Linked DNA regions of Mus musculus: region 2 is linked to region 1. A link is a contact called in public HiChIP or PLAC-seq data. All regions are on one chromosome and are shown on one strand. The core of a region is the stretch at or near the end of the contact, and the rest is flanking DNA. Distances in the headings are between cores, read along the strand shown. Region 1 holds the start of Themis (thymocyte selection associated). Region 2 overlaps Themis (thymocyte selection associated).

Region 1 (5,098 bases), core at 2,016-4,515:
CTACCAGTAATATATTTTAAAGTATTATTGTTGAGTTCCAGATGTCATTTTAATGATCTGCATGTATTCGTATTTATCCAAGTACTACCTCAGTGGGAATCTTCACCTTTGTGTGTGTGTTTGGGCGAGGTAGGGGTGGCAGCGTGGGGGAGGGGATCCTTCAGAGTCCCCAGCTGCCATTGCTGGTGTTTAAAGGTGTTCCTCCCTCTCTCAGGCAGTTTCAGCTTCAAAGCACTCTTGGATGTGCTGCTTGGCTTCCTCCTTACTCATACAGTCTCACGCTGTCACACTTATTCAGCACTCTTACATCTTTGAGTGGGACGAATAGAATATTTCTATGGGAGAGCCTGAACGCTCCATTCACTGCAAATTCAATTTGGTGTCTCTTAGCAACCAGATACTGCTAAAAACTGGAGATGGTTTCTCCTTCTCTGCCATCAGCCTTTCCTGAGTTTCTGAGCATCTTTATTGGTTCCCAATACTAATGACAAATGTCTGAAAGTAGAAAGAATTACAGCACCAAGTTCTCATGGCATCCTACCTTCCTGGATCTTGGGCTTCTACCTGCACTACTCGGGCAACTCATCAGCTCCTTACAGTCATGTTTAAAGGAGTCGAAGTTGCCCAGGGGATTTGGTAGGAGAGTTGGTCAAGTCCCCAAGCACCTTTTTTTCTGAACATTGGTTTGTTTGTGCTACTTGGACATTCTTTATATTGAGTTCTTTGTAAGTTTTGTGAAAATTCCATTTCGATTTACAGAAGATATATAGATTTCAAATGTTTGTGTCCAATCTATTATTCTTTTCCTGTAAGACTTCAAGTAATTCTTGAGAGCAAGTCTTCTAAATCCTCATTCACACTCATAATCTTTGGACTTTGGCTTTTTTATAATTAATTAATTAATTAATTAATTATTATTTTTTAACACTCCCTCTCACAATCCCTCCCTCACCACTTAACTTTGGATTTTTTTACATGTAAATTTATGTTTAAAATTTATCTTCATTTCATTTTCTTTCACGGGATGTTTTGAAACTATCTTTTCTTTCAGGTATTTAACAATAGTTAGTTAAATACATCTTTCTTCCTCACTGGCATGAAATTCTACCTTCTGCAAACTGGAAACTGTAATATACAGTCTCTTTACTTCTGAACTCCCATTGGTCTGACTTTGAGTAAGCCAATCGTTCCTGTTACTGACTGAACTTCAGTAATTCATTTTACCATGCTTCAGCTCAGAGATAGTAATGATTTGAGATAAGATGGCAGCAATGGCAATACAGGACAAGGTCAGAGGAGTGGCCTTGAGGACTGTCACTCATAGAGCTTGAGGGATTTGGAAGCTGTAGAAAATGTCTGTTCACATACAACTTTAGGCCTTCTGGCTTTGCACTCTCAAAGATGGGAGAGTCATTAATTTTATGATTGAGGATATAGGAGAAACAGATTCTGAGATACAAGAAGGATCTCTGTGTTAAAAGCAGAAGCAGGGACATACTGGATCTGTATAAATATCTGATGATATAGTGAATTCTTCTAGTGTTGGCTGCAAGGATAGAAACTTGAGTTATAAGTTAAAGATTTCAGATGAAATCCAGCATTGATTACATACCAAATAAACTTACTGCAGCACTAACTCTAAAAATGTATGATTTTTCAAGAGGCAGCCCTTTCCATATTCTAAAATCCTATGAAATATGCCAGGAGGCTACAAATAGTGTTTTCAGTCAAGTGAGAGGCCCAGACTTAGGTAAGAATGAGACAGAAGCTACATTTATCAAGCTTGGGAGATTTAGGGGACAAAAATGTTTCAAGGGATTACATAAAAGTTACTAGTGAAAATCACTTGAAGAATTTCCCACATTAACCCTAAGTTTGCCTAGAATGAAGGCTAGCAAATTGTTACAAGGGCTGAACATGACTCTGAAGAGCTTTAAGCATTTAGCATTTGGTAGATGCTCTATCATGATCAAGCAATTTGTCCAGAATCCAGCCTGAGAATGAACAACTTTTCATCATAGTTCATCTTTATCAACTTCAACCAATCTTCCTTTATTTATCTACAAAACATAGACAGTCTCACTTTAAATTGCAAGTATAACCTCTAAGATGATGTTTGAATTAAGTACAAAGAATAGGAAGCATAAAAATTTAAAACCAACCAACCAACCAAACAAACAAACAAACAAAACCCTAGCACCACCACAACAAAACTCCGATGTAAGGCAGAGGTGGTGACACATGCCTGTAATCCTAAGACAGAGGCAAGGAGGACTGGCATGTGTTTGAGCCCAGCCTGATATCCTAAGGAAAATTTTGTTTAAAAGAAACAAAAATCAAAATAAACAGAAAGATTGGTTTTGATGTATAAAAATTAGTTTCACAAGGTTTCTGTTATTTATTTATTTATTTATTTATTTATTTATTTATGGCTTTGAGCATTTTTCAACTTATGTTTAGATCATAAGAGCAAATTTATAGACTTCGGGGCTTGTGCAGTTTATTTATTTATGTTTTTAAATCTACATTTAAAAGGAGAGCTTCAAAGAGGAAGCAAACATTTAAATATATGTCTTATAAGTAGTTCTTTCTCTTCCTTTTTTCCTTTCTTCCTTTCTTCCTTCCTTCCTTTCTTCCTTCCTTCCTTCCTTCCTTTCTTTCTTTCTTTCTTTCTTTCTTTCTCTCTCTCTCTCTCTCTCTCTCTCTCTCTCTTTCTTTCTTTCTTTGGTTTTGTTGCTTTATTTTTATTTTATTTTATTAATTAATTTACTTTTGCTTTAAATACTTTCCTTCTCAGTGCAGAGACCAGAAAGTTCCCATCAATTTACTCTATTAATTCCTGAGTCACTTTTCATGTAACACCTCCTCCCTCCCTTTAAACTTCAGCAAAAATTTTAATGTGTAAAGATAAAAGGTGGTTTCTATGTGTCCTCAGAGTATCAGATTTCTAAAAACAGCTGACAACAGCTTCTTTTGTAACCAAGTTTAATGTAAAAGCACAATGAGTATGCAAAGCTAGAACCCAGATGCAGAGAGGCAACAAACTGATATAGTGCCATATTTAAGGTAAGACACTGTGCCTGCATTCTGGCCATGTCCAGTGTTCATGCCACAGGCCACTCTGTTTCATCACAATTTTGCCACTGCTGTGGATGCACAAGAACCAGCAACTTGCCAACCTCATTACTTTGGGTAGTGTCAGTTCAGACAAACACACCCCACCCCCATGTGTTTCTACTTCAGTGTCAGAAGGAAATGCAGCCGCAGGGAGAACAAAAAGAGCTTTACCCACTGTCTCCTGCCTATTCTCAAGTTCTTCCGCTGCTTGAGCTGTTTGCCCTGGGCTTGGCTTTCCTGTGACCTCCCTGCACCAGGTAGAAACTGAAGACCAGCTACTGCAGACAAGTACCTCCCCACCTTAGGGCTGTCCTACCCCGATTGGCTCCCATTTCACATTCTGCCTGTGTGGGCAATTATGAGCAAAGACAGAACGGTAGACAATTGACATCTAGAAACCACAAGGTCTTGTAAAAGATCAGGTCTATATACCACCGAAGACACAACAATGGCTTTATCTCTGGAAGAATTTGTCTACTCCCTTGACCTGAGGACCCTCCCCAGGGTCCTAGAAATCCAGTCAGGCATCTACTTTGAAGGTAAGTATTTTTCTAATTCTTTAATTTGATAGAATGTTCTTATAAAGTCTCTTGGAAATTTGTGGGAGAGGTTTTAGTAAGAAATACGTGGAAGGCTGTGTGTATAGTTCAGTGATTCGATACTTAGTTCAAACATATACACACCCAGCAAACAAAGTGCAAGTTGTCTGAAGGAAAGTTGAACACAGACACACACACACACACACACACACACACACACACACACACACACACATCCCAGCTGGTGAAGAAAGAAGAAACTAAGGCTTTAAGAAAGGTGGAGTGGAACTTTGTGAATTGCCATTTGCCATTTTTTTTCTTGGTAAGCATTCGACAAGTCTGCACAAAGGATGTTCTGTCTCTGCCCTACTCTTTGAAATTAATTGCCATCAGGTAAAAAAGTTTAATGTTGCTGACTATTGTTTTTAAACTATTAAAAACAGCAACATCAAAACAAAAACCCAAACACTATCAAGCTTGTTTTGTGTTTTGTTTCACCCAAAATGATTGCACCTATCAAGGGCACAGTCTTACAATGAATGCTGCCAAGTTCGGACTTCTAAGCTTGCCTTGTACTTGTAATCCTCTCTTCCTGCTCTACAAACTCCTTAAATGGTGGGAACTTTTATTTAAAGGTAAAGAAATTAGTGCCTATTGACTGTAGAGTATCTTTTAAGATTTGTGTTGAAAAGGTAAATTTTAATGAGGATTGTTGAATACTAAGCTGGTGAATTTTGGTGTAACTTACTGTAGTGTGTAAAATCCCCTAATATGAACGATACTAACATTTTAAAGTTAGTTTGGCCTGGATGGTGGTGGTACAGCTCTTTGATCCCAGCACTCAGGAGGCAGAGGCAGGTGGATTTCTATGAGTTCAAGCTAGCCTGGTCAACAGAGCAAATTCCAGGACAGCCAGTGCTACAGAAAGAAGCCCTGTCTCTAAACAAAACAAAACAAAACAAAACAAAACAAAACAAAACAAAACAAAACAAACCTTTTAAGTTTGGTTACATATAAGGTTCTCAAAATATTTCCTAGTTGGATATCAATTTTTGCTTACAAAAAGGGGAAAATTAAAGCCAATCAAAAAAAAACTGGGTCTAGTCAAATTACTAGGGAGAATGGTTGGCATGTGAGCTTTCCCACTCACAGTCTGTCCCATGGTTAGATTTCCAATTTTTGGACTTTTCACTGTAGTGGAATTGCACAAATCGTTCAGTTCTTTTTTCCATTTGAAGTACAATAGTCAATAAGTCATATGGAATATTAAACACTTGGTAACATAAAATAGGCATCTTGTCAAATGATTTCACTCACTGTGACTAGTACATGGTCTGCACACAATTAGGGTAGAGTAGGTTGAGCTGTGATTGTGCGGTGTTAGATGTATTGTATATATTTGAGAGTTTGGATGTTTTCAGTTCCCAGTGGGCTTTCGAGAT
Region 2 (4,991 bases), core at 692-3,191, 61 kb after region 1:
AGAAGCTGCATAGGATCAGTAGGTCATGTTACAGAACATGAATTTTGTAGTTCTACAAGCAATTTCACCATGTTTTGATTGAATTACCTTGGCATGTTATTTTTTTTCCACCGTATGTAAAGTTAAATACTGGTATTCCTACTTGTCTCCTGGTGCCTTTGTGGAGGATATTATCAAAACATAATTAAAGTGCTTGCTATGGCATCTGGACTATAGCAACATTCATAAAAATGGTGATAACTTATATTACTGTTATTAAGATTCTTATTGATATCATTGGGGAAGTAGAAAATGCTTTTCAGAGAATGTTATAATTGACCTGATGTTTGGAGAGTAAAAATAAATTGGTTATATTAATGAGAAGATTCTTGCAAGTGCTCTAATTCTCTGTCCCTTTGAACCGAAAGCTTACCCATTTTTTTTATATCCTTCCTGGTCTTTCAAAATGATGGCTGGTTTTCAAGCTTGGCTGCACAGTGACCTCATCTAGGGAGATTAGAAAGTCGTGATGCAGGAGGTATCATGATTTATTTGGGCAAAGTCTGGTCATGAAGATTCTTCAAAGCTCCCAAGCTAGGACTAACATGAACCTGAGGCTGGGAACCATGGCTTTATAGACAACATTCCTAAGTAGCAAAGTTAGATGTAATTGCTCTCCTCATATGTATATGTGCATGTGAATGCATATGTGAACGTGTGTATATATAATACACATACATATACACACATGTACATATATACACATGTATATATATTTATGAATGTGTGTGTGTGTGTGTGTGTGTGTGTGTGTGTGTGTATGCGCAGGGTTTCACTATGTAGCCCAATCTGGCTTGGAACTTCCTTTGTAGAACAGTCCTCAAACACACAAAAGAGTGCCCGCCTCTTCTTCCAAAACGTTGTGAGTAGAGGCATGTGCTCTCACCCCAGGTTAAGTACTTTTATGCCTTTATTATTTCACTTATTGCTTTTTACATGTATTTGGAGTTAGTTTTGTGTTTGTTGGAGTAGCGTGATCTAATAGATAACAAGGCGGCTAAGAGCAAAAGCAAAATCATTTATCACTGTAATTCTCAGTACAGAATAAACACTCACTAAGTTTAAATGTTCAGAATTTTCAGATAGAGGAATCGTTTCTTATTGGATTAGTGAAAACACCTGGGTAGTGGCTGAAGTCTAAGGTCATCACTATCTGGAACTTCCTTTGGGCTGGGGTTAGCGTGATGTCTTTGTCATTAATTGGGTAAGAGTTTAAAGGTGTTTACAGGTGAGCCTTCTTGTAAGGGTCAGAATTAAAGCAGAGGTGATGAAGGACGATGAGAGAATGCTCTCTTCCGAAAAGACTCCAGGATCCTACATAAATGTTTCCTCTTCATTATCACTAGGGGAAAAGACCAGAATCAAGTCCTTTATCACAGATCTCAACAGTAACATATGCCTTTTCCACGTTAAAACCTTTCATTTAAATTCCAATTATATTTTAAAATTTTAAAGCCCCGTGGCACTTTTAACACATGTTTTTATTGGTATATATTTATTATGCATAGTGATAGGCTTCATTCCCGTGACTCTGTCATGTACTTTGGATACATTCACTCTCCTTTCTTTTCTAATCTCTCCCGTTTTCCCATTCATTCCCATTTCATGTCGACTCTTGCTCCTTCATTAAAATATGATTGCACATATATGTACACCCTATGTCATTTTACATATATGTGTGAAAACCTAGGATCCACAAGTAAATGAGAAATGGAAACAAGTGATATCACCATCATCTTTAGCTGTGCCTATTTTTTTCGGCAAGTGTTATAATGCAATCCTTTATGGTTAAATAGAGCACCACTGTGCACGCACAGCACAAGTTCTTTATCAGTTCTTCTGTGGATGACTACTTGGGATGATTCCATAACTTGACTTCTGTGGACAGTGCAGCAACAAACATACAGATGACAACATCTCTACAGGATGTTCATTTATAGGCTCTGGGCTTGTAGCTCGAGTTGATGTATTTGGGTCATATGCTCGTTCTCCTCTTAGCTTATTGAGGAACTTTCATATTTATTTCTATGGGGCTGTAATAATTGATATTTCCATGCCAGAATTTGCTGTGATTTATCTTCTTAATGATAATCATTCTGGTGGGAATAAGATTGAATCTTAATGCTGTATGACTTTGTAATTTTTGGATGCCCAAGGATTTTGAACACATTTTCTGAAAACTGTTAGTTACATTGGTCCATTTATTGAGTAAGTTGTTCAGATATTTTGAGTTCTTCATGTAGTCTAGATTCTAATCTTCTGTGTGACTATCAAAGATTTTCTTCTAAAGTTGTCTGTTCACCAAGTTGTTCTCGTTGCTGTTTAGAAACTTATAAATTCTGTCACATTTCTTAAAGCTTCAAAATTCCTTTTTTTTTTTTTTTTTGTGACAGAACCAAACTAGGGGAATAAAAGATATCTATAATGAAAAACTTTAAACACTCAATAAATTCATGAAAAAGACGCTAAACAGTGTAGAGATGGCTCAGGGGTTAAGAACACTATCTGCTCTTCCCAAAGTCCTGTGTTCCCCAGCAACCACATGGTGTCTCACAATCATCTATAATGATATCTGGTGCCCTCTTCTGGCCTGCAGGCATACGTGCAGCCAGAACTCTATTATATATATATATATCTTTTTAAAGACACTAAACAACAGGAAGATACCCCCAAAGTATTTTAAACATCTTGTTTTATTTGCTTAACTCTTCAAATTTCCTCTTATGGTTGATTTCTAATTCAATTCAATTATCAGAGGACATACTTTCTGAAATTCAAATTTAAAAATATACTAATACTTGTTTTTATACTCTGTATAGAAGAATATATATTCTACCATTATAGAAGTCCATTAAAGATACTTGTTCATTTATAGAATTATTTACACCACCTAGGTGATCTTTTCTACTTGATCTTTCACAACAGCATATCCATTATTAAAATCATGTATGTGTATGTTAAATAAAAATAAATAAGAGTTATCTAGGGAAAGAAAGAATAAACAGGAAAGGTTATGGGTATGAAAAGGGAGGTAAGTGGGATAGGGTCGGGGGTAGAATATGCTCATCAAAGAATATATGACGTCAAAGAATATATATCTTTTTAAAAAGAAATTTCTTCTTCTTCTTCTTCTTCTTCTTCTTCTTCTTCTTCTTCTTCTTCTTCTTCTTCTTCTTCTTCTTCTTCTTCTTTTTCTTCTCTTCCTCCTCCTCCTCCTCCCCCTCCTTTTCTCCTTCTCTTCCTTCACCTCCTCCTCATTCTTCCTGTATTATTTGGATTCCTAAAATTGTGTATTTTTTTGTTTAATGTACTTTGAGAGTCGGGGGACATGTGTATCTATATTTATAATTGCTAGTGGTTTTGAGTGGAGAGTTTCTTTTAACTTCAAGATACCTTTTATAGTAATAACATTTTAAAATGTAAATTTGGTTCCAATTTATTTTTAAACATTGTCTTGATTTGTAGCCAAGCTTGGAACTGTTTTCACAATATTCTTGCTATAGCCTACTGAGAGCTGAGATTACAAGTGTGCACCAACATGCCTTGCTATATTGTTTCTGATTTAAAATAGTTTCTTCATTTTTTTTGCTTTCTTATTTTTAACAACTAATTGTACAGGCTATCATCTACATTTTTACTCTCTACCTACTTATGTCTTTAAATTTAAAGTCTCTTTTGATACACATAGTATATGCTTTGATATTTTTCTTCTATCATATTAAGTGTGGTTTAATCATTATCTGCTTTTAGTTAATATCATAACTGATAGTAAAGAATTTAGTGCTATTGTTTTGCCACTTGTTTTTCATGTTTTTTATTTTTCATTGCTCTCTACATTTTCCATAATGAATATTTTTTAGCATTCCACTTTAGTTCCTTTGCATTTTAATAGATTTTTACATTTACATAGAGAAGTTTTGGGTTTATAAAAAAAAAAACCTAAGTAGAAGTCGCTTTAGTGAGATTTAGTATGCAAAACACCGAAATCAACCAACCAAACATACCAAAAAAAAAAAAAAAAAAAAAAAGAAAGATGAATTCTCCCCACTCTGATTATTGGACTGAATAGTAAAAATAGTAACAGTCTGTTTATTTTTAAAAAGTACCAGATTGTCCTGCAAAATATCATTTTGTACTACTATGAACAATGAATGAACATCCCTGTTCGATGTCCTCTCCAGGAATTTTCTCTATCAGTGTCTGCATTTGGCCATTCTATACATTCAAGTCTATGATATTAAAGTCATTTTTTAAATCTGTAATTCCCAGGTGGAATATGAACTTTATTTGATGAGATACTTGAAGTTTTTTGCCCATTAAAAGCTGTGCTATGGTTTCCTTACATTATGCACTCTGTATACTTGTGATGCCCAGTTTTGATCACATTTTGCTTTGGTTAATAGTTTTTCTTAAATTTGTGGTTTGCCTTTTAATTCTCATCTTTATGGAAGTTTTTTTTTTAAAAAGTCTAATTTACCTTTTGTTTCTTTTCTAGATTGTGCTTTACAACTGTATTTAATGTTCATCTTCAAATCCAGTGCCATTTATGACTTCTTAAGTAGTTACCTGGTATTTGGGGGATTTCCTGCTCTGTATTTTGAGTTAATATTTAAAAGGTTGTATGTTCTATATTCACTTCTCGCATACAGTGGTCAAGCACCTTTTGTTGCAAACCACTGGATCAGGTTTCTTTTGTTTTCTTTAGTGGATTATACTTCTATGGAAACATTATTGCACTGTACATTGTATCACATTGTTCAGTCTTTTTTTAAAGATTTATTTATTTATTATATGTAAGTACACTGTAGCTGTCTTCAGACACTCCAGAAGAGGGCATCAGATCTTGTTATGGATGGTTGTGAGCCACCATGTGGTTGCTGGGATTTGAACTCCGGACCTTCGGAAGAGCAGTCAGGTGCTCTTACCCACTGAGCCATCTCACCAGCCCTGTT

Evidence for each region. HiChIP or PLAC-seq counts read pairs in DNA pulled down with a chosen protein or histone mark.
Region 2: a contact with region 1 is called in an H3K4me3 HiChIP or PLAC-seq map of the SCID.adh cell line, with 14 read pairs. The contact joins the enhancer-like site here to the promoter of Themis in region 1. A contact is called at or near these places in 2 of 39 promoter capture datasets (3T3-L1-derived adipocytes and stem cell-derived epiblast-like cells), 1 of 15 datasets of contacts at CTCF or cohesin (CD8 T cells), 12 of 484 Hi-C or Micro-C datasets (CD4 T cells, CD8 T cells, the P5424 cell line and 5 more), 2 of 115 datasets of contacts at active chromatin or transcription factors (CD8 T cells and the SCID.adh cell line) and 3 of 9 other capture datasets (adipose tissue, liver and pancreatic islet).

Annotation. Positions count from the first base shown.
Region 1 is chr10:28,665,095-28,670,192 of GRCm38.p6, forward strand. Themis (thymocyte selection associated) reads left to right here and starts at 3,266. Exons shown (of 6, transcript NM_178666.6): 1 at 3,266-3,656. The coding sequence starts at 3,566.
Region 2 is chr10:28,727,725-28,732,715 of GRCm38.p6, forward strand. The region is part of intron 2 of Themis (thymocyte selection associated); the gene reads left to right. Among named protein-coding and RNA genes, the nearest start is that of Themis, 62 kb to the left of the region's middle. Within about 2 kb of position 1,942, at least 4 of the 459 cell types and tissues checked have an H3K27ac peak or open chromatin away from gene starts, as enhancers often do. A contact at or near this core is called in the P5424 cell line, the SCID.adh cell line, Th17 cells and 1 more, where this site is marked.